3 separate regions of the Sus scrofa genome follow, and all the other regions are linked to region 3. A link is a contact called in public Hi-C and HiChIP or PLAC-seq data. All regions are on one chromosome and are shown on one strand. Each heading gives the region's core, a stretch centred on a gene start, on an enhancer-like site or on the middle of the called end of the contact. The rest is flanking DNA. Distances are from core to core; before and after follow the strand shown.

Region 1 (4,353 bases), core at 1,542-4,041, 340 kb before region 3:
AAAACCATTAGATCACCACAATGATCTAGTTCATGTCAGCTGGGAAATGGCTTTATACTCCACCTTGGAGAAAGTTTGCTTTTACAGCTAATGATTGGCTTTGTCATTAAAACCTAAAAATCAGGAGTTCCCATAGTGGCTCAGTGGAAATGAATCTGACTGGTATCCATGAGGACGCAGGTTCAATCCCTGGCCTTGCTCAGTGGGTTAAGGATCTGGCGTTGCCACAAGGTGTGGTGTAGGTCACAGATGCAGCTTGAATCTGGCATTGCTGTGGCTGTGGTTATAGGCCAGGTGGCTACAGCTCCGATTTGACCCCTGGCCTGGGACCTTCCATATGCTGCGTGCAGTGTGACCCTAAAAAGACACCCCCCCCCCCGTAAAAAAAAAACACGTAAAAATCGGGGTTTGAACTGAGGGTGAAAATGGACAGGCAGCTGCTTTTTTCCTTATCCCACATCCCGGTGAGGTCTTCTCGAGTTGCCTGTTGACTTTCTTGTGTGTCAGGTGAACCTGTCACAGCGAAGTGTCTGGTCCAGGGTGTTCAGTTACACATTGGCAACAGTTGGATATAAAGTTGCATATAGTTGAGTATGTGCACTGGAAAGTATCTCTAGTTGGTCAAGAAGTGTCTGGCTAGAGAATGTGTTTTCCTCAACTGTAAGTCAGCGCCTTCACCCGTTAGTGTTTTCCACAGTTAGTATCGCTGTTCCGACAGGTCACACGGCAGCCACGTGGGACCCACAGGGCAAGGGTCCGTGTGCAAGAACCCATCTGAAGACGGATGGTGGACAGGTGCTCTTTCAGCCGGGCTCTTTCCATCCTGTTATCTGCAGTGCTCACATTTGAGTGGAAAGAAACCGTTTTCCTATTAATCTCTCTCTCTCTTTTTTAGTAACCCAGTCTCTGAATCAGAATAGTCAGAAATAACTCGATAGGATAGAACTGCCCAATGCAGATTCTGACCCTCCAAGAAATGATGCTGTACGAATCTGGGTTGCGGTAGGAGATGCTAAGAGCTTGGGAGTGTTAGGCCCGCCGCAGTGTGTGCCTTGTGTGGCAGCACGTGAGGATGTTTAACTTAGGCTTGAGGTCACGCAGCCCCTGCGCTGTCAGGGTGCAGGCGCGTCTAGAGCTTGTGCCCTGGGTGTGGCCTTTCCCACGGCCTCTGGAAGGAGTTCCTGGTGGGGACCCGTCCTCAGCCTCACGCAGCAGATGCCAGCGCTGGTCAGGACAGCTCGCGTGCTTCATTCCCTGGTCCACTTCGAAGACAATAGCCTGTTCATTTGTGTGAAGGACATTTGGAAATTGCTCGCCATTCTGTTTACCTTTTAAAAATTCTTTTGTTTTTAGACTCTTGGATACGAAACTGATGGCCAGCACACAACCTTTTAAGGTATTTTTAAATTTTGAACTGTTGCCGTTGTCGGCTTATCAACACTGCTTATGCTATATTTAGAAATTTTCTGAATTGCCACAAAGAGCTGTGGAATTCTGGTCTACTTAAATGTCATTTTCAGATACATCCAAAAAAAAAACAAACAAACAAACAAAAAAAGAACAAAAATGGAAAAAAGAACCTGAGAAAAGACTAGAAATAAATATATCAAAATATGAATAGCAGTTGTCGGAGTTCCTGTCGTGGCTCAGTGGTTAACGAATCTGGCTAGGAACCGTGAGGTTGCAGTTCCATCCCTGGCCTTGCTTAGTGGGTTAAGGATCCGGTGTTGCGTGAACTGTGGTGTAGGTCGCAGACGTGGCTTGGATCCCACGTTGCTGTGGCTCTAGCAAAGGCTGGTGGCTACAGTTCCGATTCGACCCCTAGCCTGGGAACCTCCATATGCCGCGAGGGTGCAGCCCTAGAAAAGAAAACAAACAAACAAACAAAAAACAAAGCAATTGTCTTTGGGTGGTGGAATTATGTTTTTTTTTTTCTCCTTTATTCTTTCCGAATGTCAATTTTTAATTTTTTTTTTTTTTTTGGTCTTTTTGCCTTTTCTAGGGCCTCTCCTGCGGCATATGGAGGTTCCCCGGCTAGGGATTGAATCAGAGCTGTAGCCGCCAGTCTACACCAGAGCCACAGCAATGCAGGATCCGAGCCGAGCCGTGTCTGGTGTCTGCGACCTACACCGCAGCTCACGGCAACCTGGATCCTCAACCCACTGAGCAAGGCCAGGGATCGAACCCTCAACCTCATGGTTCCCAGCCAGATTCACCAACCACTGCACCACGACGGGAACTCCTCAATTTTTAATATTAAAATATATAATGTATTTTTGGGAGTTCCCGCCGTGGCTCAGTGGATGCAATCCTGACTTCTATCCATGAGGATGTGGGTTTAATCCCTGGCCTCACTCATTGGGTTAAGGATTCGGCATTGCCATGAGCTATAGGTCACAGATGCAGCTTGAATCCCACATTGCTGTGGCTGTGGTGTAGGCTGGCGGCTATAGCTCTGATTCAACCCCTGGCCTGGGAACTTCCATATGCCTCAGGTGTGGCCCTTTAAAAAAAAAAATGTATAATATATTTTTGAGTAGATTACACATGCATACATTTCTTCATTTCTTTTCCTTATTTTATATATGTTGGATATATTTTCTAATCAAGGGAATTCAGGTCAAAGTATAATCAGTTGCTGCTTCTGAAGTGACTTTATATAACTGAGTGAAATGAATGCCAGAGCCGTATAGCTCTCTGGCTAAAGGACTGTAGATCTTTAACACATCAGTAAAAAACCTTTCGTACGGATCTACCCTCCATATGCTTGAAATTAAATGTGCTGTTTCTCTTTCACTTTGAATAACCGCTCCTGTGTTTCTCTAGGGAACACAAGGGGGCAGTGCTGGATGCTTTGGTTTTTTGTCCTGACGCTCATTGAATCTCTTTAATATGTGCTTCCCTGAGACGATGCCGGCTCATCATTCTCTGTTACTGGTTTGTAGGATATCATTAACAACACGTCCCTCGCAGAATTGGAAAAGCGGTTAAAAGAGACGCCTTTCAACCCTCCTAAAGTTGGTAAGGAGATAAAATGATCCTGAAGAGCCCCAAACTCTTGGTGCTAATTACGGGTGTCTGTTGTAGAAGAAATGTTGAAACCGTTCTAGAAACTGTGTATATTTATAGACTTTTTTTCCCTCAAACAACTTGCCCGTGCCCTGTGTTGAGTTACTGTTTTCGGAGTAAAGGCAGTCTTCTAATCCTGCATCTGTTTTCTGTGAGTAGGATTGGGGCCTGTTCGTGGAGAAGTTTAGCAATTAAAGCCTCAGGACTTTTATTTCCTAATGCTTGGAATACTCCCCAAACTCAGTGTCTTTCTTTTTTATGGTGCATTGTTTAAGTGGAGACAAAGAGTTGGTGATTAATTGCCAGGGGTAGGATGAAAATAAACTTTTTGTCTCTGGAAAGCCCAAGAACAGGGTTTGCTGATGAGGAAGGAGCTGGCTTAGGTGCAGAACCGATGACGAGAGGAAAACCAGAATAAGGAGAAATGTTCTTTGAGGGCAGAGGTGTTTTGCCAAGTCTGGCCACGGCCCCTACCCAGGCAGTTGGTGACCCTTCCAGCTGTGCTTGCCTTGCTTCCTCCTAGCGTAGTTATGCTGCTGATACGGTGACTCACGTTCCACCAGCTGTAGCCTACAAACTTCCCAAGACATTGATCATAGGACTAAAGCTTCAGAAATTGACTGCAGAAGGTACTCAAGCAGCCAAGGTTACAGTTCTTTGCTTCCCTTTCTGGAATAGTCCAAAAAAGGAGTAAGAAGAGGGGGTGGGGGCTGGTAGTGGGTTAGTGGGGACACCTGGACCTTTTCTATAACGACACAATGGCACTAGTGGATCTGGGAAATATGTGGTCCAGCTGGTGAGAGAGGATAGGACTTAATTGGCCTTCATGTTAAAATACTTTTATAAAGCTTAAAATCTAATACTTGATACTTACGGAGGTTAAAGAATTCTTGCTCAAAGAGCATTGTATTGATGTAAAAACAGTGACAGCCTTTTCAGTATTAGTTTCCACTCATGCTTTTCATCCTGTTGTAACCTTTTTGATATTCACCTCCACAGTGGTTCTCGGAAATAATTATTTATGAGTTACAGTTTTATCCTGTCATTTCCATGTACTATTCCGGCAGAGGGTTTACTCTAAAGCAGGTTTCTCTTAGACCTCATTCTTTCGGCATCTGTGTCTATGCATGTGACCGAAGAAGCCTGTTTTAAAACGGGCTCTCCTCTGAAGTGGCCCCATGTTCCAAGGGCAGCATGACAGCGAGTTTTGATCTATTTTCGGACAGAGTTGTGCTTTCATCTTTAGATCTGTGAGCTTGGAGACCTAGCAGAGGCCAGTACTGA
Region 2 (4,418 bases), core at 760-3,259, 270 kb after region 3:
GAGACTCTATAGCAAGAGGAAGGAAAAGTGACTTTTCCTGCTCACAACGGGGCATGTTATCTGGAAGGAGAAAAACATCACATACTTTTCAGAAGAAGATCCTGGGCTAGTCCACGCAGAAACACATATTCATATTTCCCCAACTGAGGTCGTTTACATCTACAAGCATCTGGGCTGCTCTTCCCTTCATGGTGACTCTTGATGAGCCCCTCCTGCCAAACCGCTCCTTCTTTTTGGCCACCTAAGCACACGTGTTCACTTCCCCCTAAATTAACTTGCTTGCGGGTTTGCTGGGGTCCGAGTGTTAAGTCATTTCACGTGTGCGGGCTCTATGGGCACCGCCCATCGCCAAAGCTCCTGCAGTTTCGCTGTGGGCTTGACCTGACTTGTATTTGCTGAAATGAGAAGGAAGGTACCTGGGGCGTAAACACATGGCGTCTCCAGTCTCGAGGCTGCTGGGAGCAGCGGGTGGGGGCAGGTACATGCAAGGTCCTTCTTTTTGCCTTTGCTACCCAGCGTCTGCCTCCTTTCAAATCTTTTGCCAACCTAGGCTTTACTGATCCCCCGTCTTGGGTCAGTGAAAATAAATAACTCACCTATTACACACACTCTGGGCGTGTGGGATCAGCACACCAGCCTTAGATGGTATGACTTCATGATCGCTTCAGGTGTGTACCCTCGGGGTTTGCACCCAAATACAAGGCAATAGATGGGTATGGATGGGGCAGTGAGGGAGTGTACGCAGAGCTTCAGGGTAAACCACCATAAAAATGGGTTGGCCAGGTTTTTTTCCCCCTCACCAAACTGTATTTCTTAAAAATCCCTGGTGGCTTAGCTGTTAAGGATCCAGTGTTGTCACTGCTGTGGTGATGTTCTATCCCTGATCTAGGAAATTCTGCATGGTGTGCCCCCCCCCCAAAAGACCAAAAACTTTGCAGTGTAATTTACATACAACACACAGCAGTACTTAAAATGTATACTTTGATGATAACTGGCATATGTGTATGTTGTGACACCATCAATGCAAGATTCCGGACATTCCATGAACTCCAAATGAGTTTTCTTGTGGGTATGGCCAGTTTTTATCTTCAGTTTGGAAACTTTTTTGGTTTTGAGGGAATTGGATCTCACTAGGAGCCCAGGGCTCACCTTGGGGTCACTGATGGTATTGAAGTGATCCCTTAGCACCCCCATCCCCCACTCAGCAAATCCACCCCTTCCGCAGGGAGAACAATCCCTCTGACCAACAAAAGACGGGACTTCCAGTATGACTCACCCTCAGTCCTGGGGCTCATACTCAGGCTCTGATAAGAGGCAGTCAATCTGTCCTCCGTTTGTTTATAATGAGTCACGCTGGAAATCAGGCAGCTCCTTTTTTTTTTTTTTTTTCCTCTCCCGCGTCACCGTTGGGCAAGACCCAGAGGCAGCTACACCCCCATTCAAAGTGCAGTCATCCTTATAGAGTCCGGTGACTCAATGGGGCCCCCTACCGGTGGAGACAGGCAGGGCCACGTCGTGGAGCTGAGGTCGGCCTTTCTCCCCTGCTTCAAGGACGGATCTCAGCGACTTCCAGATTTGCAAGAGGAACTCGGGAAAAAGCAGCTGAGTTTTCTGTGCATCCTGTCCACCGCCCCCAATTATTAGTGACAGAGTGGGGAATGAGTCACAACTTGCAGCCGGTGCCCACGCTGCAGCGATTAAGCACATAATTGCTTCAATGATGAACCTTCCTCCAACTGCAGTCCCCCCCACCCCTGACCCCGGAGCTTTTGACTGTGAGCCTGCAGTCTCGGGGGCAGGAATTGTGAGGGCCTGGCTTTAAAAAGACGATGCCTCTTGGACCCGGATTTAAAATTCCTGCGTACAAGTCCTGATGGGAGCCTGGGGGAGGTTTCAACTAGAATTAATATCATGATCAAGTCAACATAAAGTAGATTGATCTGCTGTTTCAAGGTACTGCGGCAAAGCCCTCTGTTTGGAGAACAAATCACCATAGCAACTCAGCCGCCCCAGTTACAGTAGGCTCAGGACGACCAAAATAAAAATCCTCACCAAATCTCAGGATTGGCTGAGAGCTGCTGTCAGACTTTCGGTTTCCAGCCGACATTAGCCAGCACGCATTAATGTTTCCTAAATCGCTGAAAGGGATGCTTTAAATAGTAATAAAACTATCCAGCCAGGTTAGAGAGGGGTTCTGCTCCCCCCGCCCCCCGCTTCTAGTTTAAACACGAGCAGATCCCATCGCCAAACAGCAGCATTTGTCCTTAAAATAGACCAGAAAAGGGCTCATTGTTACTTATCGTGGTTTGCTAGTTCCGTTCCAAGTTAGGGGTACATAGCACAATAAATGCTGATTTGTAAGAAGAGCCAAATCAGTATAACAGGTTTTCTGTAGGTGTGAAAGGAAAAAAAGGGAAAGCACTCTTTTCTCCCTCCATCCCCAGGACCTCAGCCCTGGGTTTTGGTTCCATTCATTACCTGTTCTCTCTCCTGCATCTTCCTTCTCTCACTGGGTCCTGGCGCCTTCCTTCTGATCACCTTGGCCTAAGGCTTGCCCAGTCTCGCAATCCTAAGGATTCCTCGGTGCCTCAGTCTGGCGTGTGCCCCAGGCTCCCTGCAACCACCATCCTGGACACCCAGAGCTCCCCTGCCGTGTTGCAAACTGAGGCCACCAGCGTTCCTGCTGCTCAACTCCTGACCCTGTGGGTCACTGCCTTGAAATTCTCCCCTGCTTTTGATTCTGGTGGCGGCATGATCCAGAATCTTCTTTTTAGAATGTATCCTCTATCATCTCACCTCCTAAATGTAGGCATTTTCTAAAGTCCTGTTTCATATTTGCTCATTTATTTTTTGTCTTCAATTCTCACTTCCCAGCAGAGGTCTGCCACCTCTTCGGTTGAGACTGCCTGACCATGGCTCTCGCAAAACTCGATCCTAAGTGAGCTGAGCCTTGCCTGCACAGTCTTTCTCCAGACTCTTTGTTTCTGTTAATGGCTTCCTTGTCTCCTGAGGCTTCAAGGCGAGGTGTTATTCAGATTCTTCCTAGGCATGTAATTTCCTTGCCGCATTCCCTAGACTGTCCTTTGATGCTTCTTCAGTTTATGTCCTTTCCATTCCCAAAGCTATACCATCTGAGTTTTGGCCAAAACCACCTGTTGCTTAGATTGTTAATGACAGTTTCTGAAATGGTCTTTTCACCTGCAGCCCTTCCCCCCAGGTAGCAAGGTATGGTAGAAAGGAAGGCGGCTTTGGAGTTGGGGTCCCATCTCTGCCCTTTATGTCCACGGTGACTTTAATTTCTTGATCCCTCCGAGGCTTCATCTCCTCATCTGTAAAGCAGGTGTCATCCCTCTTTCAGGGTGTGAGGATTTAATGGGGGTAACATATGTGAAATATCTAAGTGCTCAACCGATCTTAGTTCCTTTCCATTGCAAACTTACTACTGCCAGACCCAAGTCTTAAAACAGCCTTCTTGGTCACGTCCTTCCCTTACTCCAATGTTCCTTTTTCTACTGAAATAAGAACAAACTCCTCAAGCCTAGCACTTGGGAGACTCCTACACTATGCCCCCCGTGTCTTGTTCCCACTCTGCTGTTCACGACTTTCTTGAAACACCATTCTGTTTCCCATCTGTTTCTTTGCTTGTGCTCTGTGCTTGGACGTCAGTGCATCATCTGCATCTCTGTCTGATGAAATCCTAGCTGTGCTTTCAGTCTCATCTTGAATCCTACGTTCTCTTTGAGGCCAGCCCTGCCCCTAGCCCTGGATATGACTTCATTCTCTGAGCCCTGCCGCACTGATCCCTCTCTAGAGGTGTTTTTAAGACCTTACTTGCTCATGTTCTTTGTTGGACTTCTCTTTGCTGCACGACTGAACGTCCTTGCTGGCGTGGACTGGTACAGCATCAGATCCAGAGGGGGCCCTCCGCCTTATGCAATAAATGCCTTTTGCCAAAAACAAACCTGCCCAGTCACGCTTCCCTTGTTCTACTGAGCTTTCTTCTTCCCCCAGCTGCGGCTGGGTGTCACCCTTCCCAGAAACAAGCTGTTCATGGGAGCAAACCTCTCCTCTCATTGACACCAAATTCTGGAGGTCCTAATTAAAAGTGTCCCCAAATATCATCTCAGATATACCCTGTCACCGTTTCATCAGACCCTGTTTATTCACTATTTTCATGAATCCTAGGAAATTCCCTTGTTTAAACCACAAGTTGATTTTGTTTACCTGCCTCCCAGGCCCTCGGGGAGCACTGTTCTTTTGATGCAGAAATATCTTCATGCAAAAGGATCCTTCGGAATATCTGAAATTCCTCTTCTTTCTCACCCACGAATCAGTCTCTTTAACAGTGACAGTCAATACTACACAGAAAAGGAACTCAGATTAGGGATCCAGGGGAGATCTGTTTGTAAACAGAATGA
Region 3 (4,096 bases), core at 569-3,068:
GTTTAACTGAAATTAAATACTTGAAGTATTTAAAATGAAGTTTCTTGAAGTTCGGATGAAAGGAAAAATATTTTAAAATGCATCACTGGAGTTCCCGTCGTGGCGCAGTGGTTAACGAATCAGACTAGGAACCATGAGGTTGCGGGTTCGGTCCCTGCCCTTGCTCAGTGGGTTAACGATCTGGCGTTGCCTCGAGCTGTGGTGTAGGTTGCAGACGCGGCTCGGATCCCGAGTTGCTGTGGCTCTGGCGTAGGCCGGTGGCTACAGCTCCGATTCAACCCCTAGCCTGGGAATCTCCATATGCCGTGGGAGCGGCCCAAGAAATAGCAACAACAACAACAGACAAAAGACAAAAAGACAAAAAAATAAAAAAATAAAATAAAATAAAATGCATCACTATTTTCCTTTCTAAAAATTCAAGTCTTCAGCTGCACCTGCCACATACAGAAGTTCCCAGGCCAGGAGGGATAGCCAGAGCTGCAGGTGCCAGCCTATGCCACCGCCACAGCCACACGAGATATAAGCCGAATCTACGACCAGTGCCGCAGCTTGCAGTGATGCTGGATCCTTAATCCACTGAGCGAGGCCAAGGATCAAACCCACATCCTCATGGAGACTACGTCAGGTTCTTAACCTGCTGAGCCACAACGGGAACTCCAAGTCTTACTTCAGAATTATGAAAACATTTTAATCATAGTCTCTCATCCTTGTATTTATTATAATCCCAAGAAGCCTTTTAAGACAGTTTTTTTCCTAATTACTCTATGAAATGTTAATGCCATAGGTTATTGCATATCTAGGTACTATACATATGCCTGTACTTCATTAAATAAAAAATGTAGGAGTTCCCGCTGTGGTGCAGTGAGTTAATGATCCAGTGTTGCTGCAGCAGTAGTGTGGGTCTCAGCTCTGGCTTGGATTCGATCCCTGGCCCAGGAACTTCCATGGGATCGTGGGTGCAGCCAAAAAATTGGGGGGGGGGATTTAAAAAGTGTAAAATTCCCCTCAATCACCTTTTGCACCCTTGTGAATGATACTCTCTTCTTGAGAATGCACAATTACTCTGTTCATGCTGTCTTTTTAGTTGAGATTCTGCACGATGCTGTTTGTTGCTATGATTAACGCTACAGTGTTTAATTTCAACTTTTAAAATACCAGAAATAAGCTGATCTATCTCCACCCCCCCCCAATCTAACAGAGAAAACACAGGAGGCGAGCGCCTGATGAAGGCAGATGAGGATCCCCCAGTCCAGGGACCCGCTGGGACCCTCCTGCCACCCGTGTGTGACCCGCTGGGACAGAAGCTCCAGCTCTGCGGGTTCTTGCTCCTTCTGAGATGTCCGAGGGCTTTCTTATCAGTCAAATTCCAGGACTCTGGCCGCGGCAGGACTCCCACACTCAGTTTTTTGTATTGAAGTGTGAAAAAAGAAACAACGTGTTTGAAACAGCTCCATTTTTAGGACCTGGAATTTAAACAAAACTGACGTTCCACCTTCGTGTGGTGACATAAGACATAAAAAAGAGTGATCTCCCTTCCTAGTTCCTGGGTCTTTTTGTTCAGTGCTTTCCGGGGCCAGCTGGCCCAGTCACTTCAGTGGTGGCAATGTTTGAGGGGGCCAGGGAATTGGAGCCTTATGATGGAAAGACAAGGCACCTTCGAGTCTGGGTACCTTGTACCTCAGATGTTTCCTGCCTATTTACAAGCCAGCCTCACACAGACAGTTTCTTGCATGACAGAAAAGACTTTCATAGACAGACAGACAATGCCAAAAAATCCTTGGTGAGATGCTGAGTTCGCAGTTTCCTTATCTGGAAATGGGGTCAATGACAGCAGCTCGTCCTAGAGTCGCTGTGAAGAGGAGGATGAGCACACACTTGGGGTGCCACGAGTGGCACCTACACATGAACCCCACTGTGGGTCTCCTTACTGGGGCCCAGCGGGGTCGGGGGGGGGGGCGAGGGGGCTGCCTCCCTGGGTCCCGGACGAAGCTGGAAGCAGCGGTGGTCTGCCTTTGATACTCGTCCAGCGCTCTGGCCTTCCCTGGGTCCCTTCCAACGTCAACAGCCCTCTCAGGCCTGCTTGCTCTTAAAATAATAACATACTACAAAAATTCTTTCTTTCTTCATCTCTGTGCCCTGATGTTTTAGATTTAAGTACTTCACAGGAAGGTCTGAATGACTAATAGGTCTAATCTTCCTTGAGATATTTGGATCTTAAAAAGAAAAAAGTGAATCGATAATTATAAGCATATGAGGGTATATTTTGTGCAGAGAAGCTTTTCAGGAAGTCTTAATCCATTTCTACTCTTAGAAAATAGGGGCTCTCCAGGGAGGAATGCTTGGCCTACGTGTAGAAAACAAAAGGACGGTTTCTACCCATCATAAACTGAGTGGATGGACCACAGAGTATAATTTTTCCTTGGTATGAGATTTTGGATTGTTTTCTAGAGTTTCTTTTCTCCAAGGTAAGGATGCTTTTTTTCCTGAAAAATGAATGAAACGAAGGACAGAACCTTTGCATTTTTATCTTTGTTTCCCAGAAAAAGGTACTGAGGATGTATATCTAGAAATTCCCTTTACTGTTTCAATAAGGTAAGATGTCCTGCTATGAATTCAGTCTCGGGATGTGTCAGAACCCACTCCCTTCTGTCCCTCCTGACTGGGCTCAGAACTGGGGAACGTGTTCCTTCCCCGTGGTTGCTGGTCGCCGAGACCTTTTATGATCTTCTGAAGCTTCTATCACCCATGCCTTCCTTTCCATTATCAGTGCCTGTTCATCTTCTCGCATCTACTTCATCACAAAGCTTCTAAGTCTAGTTTTCCTATTTCCAGACCCACCTTCCAGACTGGTGCCAAACTATTCTTTGTTGAATTTCGATTTTACCATGTCACTATGGCCCTCTGAAACACCTACCACATGAAGATTAAAGTTTTCCTAACTTCACGTTTCTCTCAACATTGGCTCTGCTCAAATGTCTTCCACTCTTCCTAAAAACGAATCACGTTTTTTTCAGACCATTTTCCTCACCATCCAATAAACAGGCATTGTTTACTCTACCCTCCTCTGTACTCGTACCGAGATCATTCCCCTTGGCTTGCGAGGGTCCGCCCCAAGTTTTGCTTGTTTTTTTAGGGCCACACCCACAGCATATGGAGGTTCCCAGGCTAAGGGTCAAATTGGAGCTGTAGCCACTGGCCTACACCACAGCAACACCAGATCCGAGACTTGTCTGTGACCTACACCACAGCTCACGGCAACGCCAGATCCTTAACCCACTGAGCGAGGCCAGGGATCGAATCCATGTCCTCATGGATACCAGTCAGATTAGTTTCTGATGAGCCACGACAGGCACTCCGGTCCTCCTCAAGTTTCAGGCCGTTTCCCATTTAAATATCCTACCCTTTTCGTAAAGCTTTCCTGACCACTCCAACTTTCACGCTCATCTTTTTTTTTTTTTTTTTTAAACTGTTTATCCAGGTTTATACTTATGTTTTTCTCATAGCACCTAACTAAGACTATTCAAGTAAATAGCAGGCAAATCTTTCCTGGATGAGTAACTGTGCAAAGTCATTTCTAACTTGAAAAGTTCAGAACCTGCTTGGGAGGACAAAAAATGGACTGGAATGTGGGCTATTCTCACTGTGTTGACTTCAGACACTGAATGAGCTTTGATGACAATAACGTGAAACTAATCACTGAGCACAAATAAATTACAACATCCAACCTCTAGCAACTAATGGTTGCTCATAAAAAGCCACAGTAAGATCCACTTTCCGCAGCCAGCCCTGACCCCGCCCGTACTTGAGTGGCGCCGGCAGGATGGTCTGGTAGTTGTAGTGCTGCTGCTGCTGGCTCAGGATCTGGAGCTGCAGGAACAGCTGCTGCTGCTGGAGCAGCCGGGCGTAGTTGGAGTCCATCTGCGGCTCGTTCTTCTCCCCTTTCTGATCTGGTGGAATGTACTGGTGGTACTTGAGCTTCTTTACCCGGGGCTTGGGGTCTTTGCACTTTTTGCTACGGTGTTTGTCGTTTGGATTCTTGGGATGGCTTTGCTATTTTCGAGAAAAAGAAGATAACATTTTAAGAGATGCCCCCACA

What was found. Hi-C and Micro-C count contacts between places; a contact is called where the count stands out from the background. HiChIP or PLAC-seq counts read pairs in DNA pulled down with a chosen protein or histone mark.
Region 1: a contact with region 3 is called in a Hi-C map of skeletal muscle, with 3 times the contacts expected there. The contact joins two enhancer-like sites. A contact is called at or near these places in 7 of 47 Hi-C or Micro-C datasets (alveolar macrophages, embryonic fibroblasts, fibroblasts and 3 more) and 1 of 2 datasets of contacts at active chromatin or transcription factors (skeletal muscle).
Region 2: a contact with region 3 is called in an H3K27ac HiChIP or PLAC-seq map of skeletal muscle. The contact joins two enhancer-like sites. A contact is called at or near these places in 6 of 47 Hi-C or Micro-C datasets (alveolar macrophages, embryonic fibroblasts, heart right ventricle and 3 more) and 1 of 2 datasets of contacts at active chromatin or transcription factors (skeletal muscle).

The regions. Positions count from the first base shown.
Region 1 is chr3:28,658,215-28,662,567 of Sscrofa11.1, forward strand. PARN (poly(A)-specific ribonuclease PARN) reads left to right here. Exons shown (of 24, transcript XM_021086564.1): 15 at 1,354-1,396; 16 at 2,946-3,021. Among named protein-coding and RNA genes, the nearest start is that of PARN, 44 kb to the left of the region's middle. Within about 2 kb of position 2,792, at least 15 of the 83 cell types and tissues checked have an H3K27ac peak or open chromatin away from gene starts, as enhancers often do. A contact at or near this core is called in skeletal muscle, where this site is marked.
Region 2 is chr3:29,260,127-29,264,544 of Sscrofa11.1, forward strand. LOC106509690 (a long non-coding RNA gene) reads right to left here. Exons shown (of 4, transcript XR_002342411.1): 1 at 1,277-4,418; 2 at 1-60. Among named protein-coding and RNA genes, the nearest start is that of MKL2, 22 kb to the left of the region's middle. Within about 2 kb of position 2,010, at least 47 of the 83 cell types and tissues checked have an H3K27ac peak or open chromatin away from gene starts, as enhancers often do. A contact at or near this core is called in skeletal muscle, where this site is marked.
Region 3 is chr3:28,994,548-28,998,643 of Sscrofa11.1, forward strand. It overlaps MKL2 (MKL/myocardin-like protein 2), which reads right to left. Exons shown (of 18, transcript XM_021086567.1): 11 at 3,803-4,050. Among named protein-coding and RNA genes, the nearest start is that of TRNAT-CGU, 63 kb to the left of the region's middle. Within about 2 kb of position 1,819, at least 2 of the 83 cell types and tissues checked have an H3K27ac peak or open chromatin away from gene starts, as enhancers often do. A contact at or near this core is called in skeletal muscle, where this site is marked.